2 separate regions of the Sus scrofa genome follow, and region 2 is linked to region 1. A link is a contact called in public Hi-C data. All regions are on one chromosome and are shown on one strand. The core of a region is the stretch at or near the end of the contact, and the rest is flanking DNA. Distances in the headings are between cores, read along the strand shown.

Region 1 (2,700 bases), core at 52-2,551:
TCAGACAAATCTGACAGGTTGAATAATGAATAGTATGTTGAATCATTCCTTCAGCAACTATAGATTGAGTGCCAGGCCTTGGTTGGGGGTCTGTGAATAAGAAGGAGTGGCTTCACCAGATAAGGAGGGCTCTTGGTGAAAGCACAGCTCGCACCACTGCCCAGAACCTTCCAGTAATCTCCCCTTGACACCTAGTGCTGCAGGAGGTATGGGCCTCCTGCAGGGGCCTCCTGCAGTTCCCACCCTGCTGTGACGGGCTCCCTCTTGGCAGAGGATGAGGTTTTCCTTGGCTTTGATTCCTCATTAATTACCCTCGAAGGTTAATTCTGTAAGTGCCAGTAATGACCAAGAGTTAACGTCTTTCTCTCTCTCCTGCCTTACTTCTTCAACTTTTTATTTCTTTAATGGGCCATCCAAGCTTGTTGGACTGTTTACCAAAGCAGGGTAGTTAGCGATGTAAATAAATGAATTTACCTTGTCAAGAGGATCTGGAGATAGAATTAAGGTGAGAGGAGTAATTTACAGGTGAATAATTACTTGGAAACCTCAGCAGGGAGACTGCTGGGGTTCTCTAATTATTTATCTTCTCCTAATTTTCTCTTTGAACTGCTCGCATGGGGATGTGTGGGGGTGGCCTGGGGGAGGCGGAGATGTTATTTTGGATTTCCCCTCTTGATTGTGAAATACTTTTGGGGCTGGGGGCGGGGAGGATGGGGTGTGTGTGGGGGGGTACAGGGGGCTCGGCCAGGATGCAGGGTTGCCCATCGAGTGCTTTGCCATTTGCAGGGCACACGCACACCTTCAGTTGGATTCTCTTGTGTGCTCTCTGAGGGGGATGGTATTGCGAGCCCCATTTATCGATGGAGAAACTGAGGTTCCTTCAGGTGAACTTAATCCCAAAAGCACCACAAGGAAGAGGTGGAGTATTTTGGCTCAGATGAGACCTCAAATTCTCGCTGGCCCTCCCACCTCAGGCCACACTAGGAACGTGGTCCGATGCTGCTCTCACCTGCCTGGCCACCTGCTCTGTGGCCCAGGCACCCCTGGCTGGCCGGGTCCCTCCCAGAGTTTGAAGCTCTATGGGGAACAACCTGCTCCGTCTTCCCTGTGGGCCGGTGGCCGCGCCCCTTCCTTACGCAGCTCATTTTCCATTTTAAGATTTCCTGTTTGAACTAAAGGGCAAAGATCTCGGCAGTATCAGCCTGGAGCCGGGCTTCTGTGTGTATAAAGGGGAGCCTCGGCCCCTGCCCTCTGTTTGTCCACTGGCCTTATCGACGGAGCCCAAGTCCCAAGTTCAGAGGTTCCAGTTCCTTCCCGATTTGCTGGGTAAAGTCCGGCCCTTCCGTGCAGGCAGCCAGGGCGGGTGGCCAGCCTGGAGCCAGCAGTCATTTACGGCCGGGCCATGCTTCCGTCCTGCTTGGAGGCCTCTGGCTGCAGGAGACAGGCAGACGGATAAATGGATGGATATGGGGATGTCTCTCTTTCCCCTCCTCCCCTCTGCCCTCTGCTGAAGGCTAACTCAGTGGGGCCCTGCTGGCCTGGGCAGCCGGCCGCCCTTGCAGCCTCCTTGGCCCTCGCTCACACACATAGTCCTGCACAAGCACTCACCCCCAGCCAACGCCAGGAGCTCCACGGCTGCTGCACTGCGTCCTTTCCCAGCGGGAGGCACTTAACTGGTGCCATTTTTATGAGGGATAATAAGAACAGCTTGCTAGTTCCAAGGTCCTTTCATCTCCTTGTCTCATCTGATCTGCGGGACAATCAGGAGTGGTCCAGATAGTTATCGCCTCCGTTTTACAGATGCGCAGTCGGAGCTCAGGATCAATGGCTTCATTCAATCCGATTTCTATTCAACAAGAGGTTCCAGGGAGCTCCCGCCTCCCAGGGGCTGGGGACCAGAGGAGACAGAGATGCAGGCCCTCTCCAGTTCTTCACAAGTCAGTGAACAAAATCGGTGGCTGCGAGGCAGGGTGAAACATGCCGGATGAAGCACCCTGGGGTGCTGTGAGAGCAAGGAATCAGGGTGTGGAGTAGGGGCTCAGGACATGCTTTCACAGGATTTGTTCAAGATGCCTGCGATGCCCAGCGAGGCCGGAGAAGGGCGTGGCTCTCAATGGTACTGATGGAACGTACTCCACCCACCGGAGTCTGGGTGCAAGTGATACACGAGGGTCCTTCTACATAGACTCCCACAGACTATAAATCTTTCCACTGGAATGTCAGCACCCCCCACCCCGCCGCTCAGCCCCCCACCCCAGAGGAGGGATTTCATCTGTTTTGTGAACTCTGCTTTATCTCCAGATCCTGAAGTAGAGCCTGGCTCAAGGCCCTCGATAAATATTTGCTATTGAATGAATAGACACACACACACGTACACTCAGTGTGTGCCAACCACTCTCTATCTCGGGACTATAGAATCTACAAGCTGAAGGCCTCTTCTAGAAGATGGCCAGCCGGGAGCAGAGCCAGAGCCCTGGACCTGACTCCGAGTCTTATCTGCTGCCCCCAAAGACCCTAGAGACCAGGTGTTGGTGTTGGAGCAGCCAAGTTCTGATCCCATGTGTGTCCTCCCACTTTGGGTGCCCTTACACTCCCCCTCCTGCACAATGAGAGGGTGGCATTGGCTTGGCCCTTCCTGCTCTCTTGTTTGGCGAGTCTGGGAATGGGCAAGTGGCCCTCGGCAGGAATTTCTCTGAGCTG
Region 2 (2,700 bases), core at 126-2,625, 130 kb after region 1:
GGGTTCGATCCCTGGCCTCACTCAGTGGGTTAAGGATCTAGTGTTTCTGTGAGCTGTGGAGTAGGTCACAGACGCGGCTGAGATCCTGTGTTGCTGTGGCTCTGGTGTAGGCCAGGAGCTGTAGCTCCAATGCGACTCCCAGCCTGGGAACCTCTATATGCCACATGTGCGGCCCTGAAAAGACAAAAAAACAAAACAAAACAAAACAAAAAACCAAAAAACAAAAAATAAAAAACAACCCAGAAGAGCAGCAGCCTGTGTCTCAGCCAGGTTGTGGGTGGCCTGAGGGGAAGGTGAGGATACATGGCTGGAGGCTCACTGGCTGGGGTGAACACCAGCTCTCTGCTGTCCGTGCCACCTTGGACTAGGCACTCCACTCCCCTGCCCTCTACCTTTATATGCCAAGAGGAAGGCACAGACTGGGATCAATGCCTTCAATGAACCTGGCTCCAGAACAATGGCACCAACGGTAACCAGAACTCACATTGTTGTCATAGAAAGCGGTTGCCTGTGTCATCGCGTCAGAATCTAGAACAAAATAGGTGACAGGTGAGGGTCTCTGAGTGCTAGAAAGCATCTCTGCAAGTTTTTTTTTATCGAGAAGATGCACCCATGGAAGTCATATGTGTTACTGAACCAAGGAAAACCATGCTGGGTCAGACAGGACGACCCTAGAGGAAAATAATGAACATCTTTCACGTCTTTGTTGAGAATCTTTGGTTGTTCTGGTCTCTGACTCAGCTTTTCCCCTGGAATCCTATTATACAAATATCTCTAGTAGGGTAAAATGGGTTAAAATGATTTCTGTATAAGCTGCTGAGGGATCCCAAAGAGGGAGAGATGAACTTGGTCTAGGGATGGGGCAGGAGGTTAGAAAAGGAGGGGATATTTACATTGGGTTTCAAAGGATGAATAGAAGTTTTCTGAGAAGAGAAGCGAGAAAAGCATTCATTATAAAGACAGTAACATGTGAAATCTTATTTAAAAGGTAGTGAATGGGTTCAACTTGACTGGGGTATAGGGAGAAATAGGGGGAGATAAAGCCTCAGAGGGTGAAGAGCTAGAAGTTGGGAAGGCTGAGAAGCCTGGACACTGTCCTTACAGTTCACAGGGGCCCTAGAGGGGTGAAGTAACTTTTTCTGCAGCAGGTTCAAGGCACCTTGAACCTTGCCCTTTTCACCCCCAACCCCATTTCCTTCCCTTTCCATCTTCCTGTCTCTCTGACAATGACTTCAAGCAGGGCTCAGCTGAGTAAGTGAATGTTCAGAAATCCTTCTCAGAAAACAAAAAACAGAAACAAAACAGAAACCTGAGGATTTCACTACTCAAAGCACGGAGGGAAGAGACAGGCCCAGGCAAGAACCCAGTTGTAGCAGGGCTGGGCGGGTCTGGCCAGCTGACCGGAGCTGTCTGGGCTCCTGCTGAGGAGAGCAGCCCTGGGCTCCCCTTAAGCTTTGCTTTTCCTTTTGGGGGGAGAGGGGGGTGGGTGGAGGGAAGGAATCTCAGAGAAAATATTTGTCACGAAAAGGAAATCTTGGCTGGCCCCAGAAATCGCAGATAATTAAGAGATATGATTTATCACGGGTGATGCTTCCCAGGCATGGCCAGAGTGTGAGTAAGTGTTTTTCAGGCTGCTTGGGAAGGCTCTGCCCACACGTCAGAGGCTTGGCTCTGCCGTCGCCAGGACACCAGCAGGGCCTGGGCAGAGGCTCTGGGTCTCCACAGTGACTGCTCCCTGCGAGCCAGCCCTGCCCTGCCAGGGAGGTGGGGAGGATGCTGGCTCCCAAGCAGGACAGACCCAGGGTGCATGCCAGCCTCTGATAGAGCATTCAGCATCACTCAGCTTCACTGGGCCTCGCTTTCCGCCTTCAGAGGATGAACACAGAGGATCTCACCCCCTGGGGACACGGCAATGTCTGGAGACATGTTTTGGCAGTCACAGGGGGCAGGGGCACCCCTGGCATCTGGTGGGGAGAAGCCAGGCACGGTGACCACGCTCCCATGTAGAGGACAGCCCCCAGCAACCAAGAGGGATACAGCCCTGAACATCATGCGTGTCGAGGCCGAGTCAAAGCAGATAGAGACCTCAGAGCTGGTGAGATGAAGGTAGTCACGTGTCCACATGGCCCGATGTGGTGCCCGCACTGGTTCCATGGCAGTTTAAGAAGTGGTAGCAAAAGTCATTTCTCTTGGAAGGCATGGGCCACCAGGCTGGGGTCGGTCTGCAGGAGAGACACCACGTGGCATGAAAAGGAGGCCAACCAGGGCCTTCCCTCCCTGGAACCCCTCCCTCCCTCCCTTCTTCCCTCATTTTCAGACGTGCCTATGAGGCACCAGGAAAACCAGGAACGTGGGCTTTAGTAGTGCACAGAACAAAAAGGTCCCTGTCCTCACAGAACTTTCCTTCTAGTGCATTTCCCACAAATGAAGACATGACACTGTATCAAGTGGTAAATAGTTCCTACAAAGAACAAGAATGCCTTGACTGGAAATTTTAGCTTTGGCGTTTTGTTGCTCCGTGTCCTGAAAATGACTCGGCGAGGCCTCTGATTTGTCCATCTCCTGCTTTGATTTCTCAGATCCCACCCATCCTTTCAGAAAAATAACAAGTTATTGTTGCAGAGGTCCCTGCATTTTCCAGCTGCGCTTTTGTAAGAAGCACTTTCCCCAAATAAAACAGTCGAGCAAATAAAAGCTATG

Evidence for each region. A called contact is a pair of places that touch in the nucleus more often than the background predicts.
Region 2: a contact with region 1 is called in a Hi-C map of liver, with 2.4 times the contacts expected there. The contact joins two enhancer-like sites. A contact is called at or near these places in 3 of 47 Hi-C or Micro-C datasets (epiblast stem cells and liver).

What each region holds. Positions count from the first base shown.
Region 1 is chr1:248,690,895-248,693,594 of Sscrofa11.1, forward strand. No RefSeq gene overlaps it. Among named protein-coding and RNA genes, the nearest start is that of KLF4, 83 kb to the left of the region's middle. Within about 2 kb of position 1,302, at least 25 of the 83 cell types and tissues checked have an H3K27ac peak or open chromatin away from gene starts, as enhancers often do. A contact at or near this core is called in liver, where this site is marked.
Region 2 is chr1:248,821,251-248,823,950 of Sscrofa11.1, forward strand. No RefSeq gene overlaps it. Among named protein-coding and RNA genes, the nearest start is that of KLF4, 210 kb to the left of the region's middle. Within about 2 kb of position 1,376, at least 35 of the 83 cell types and tissues checked have an H3K27ac peak or open chromatin away from gene starts, as enhancers often do. A contact at or near this core is called in liver, where this site is marked.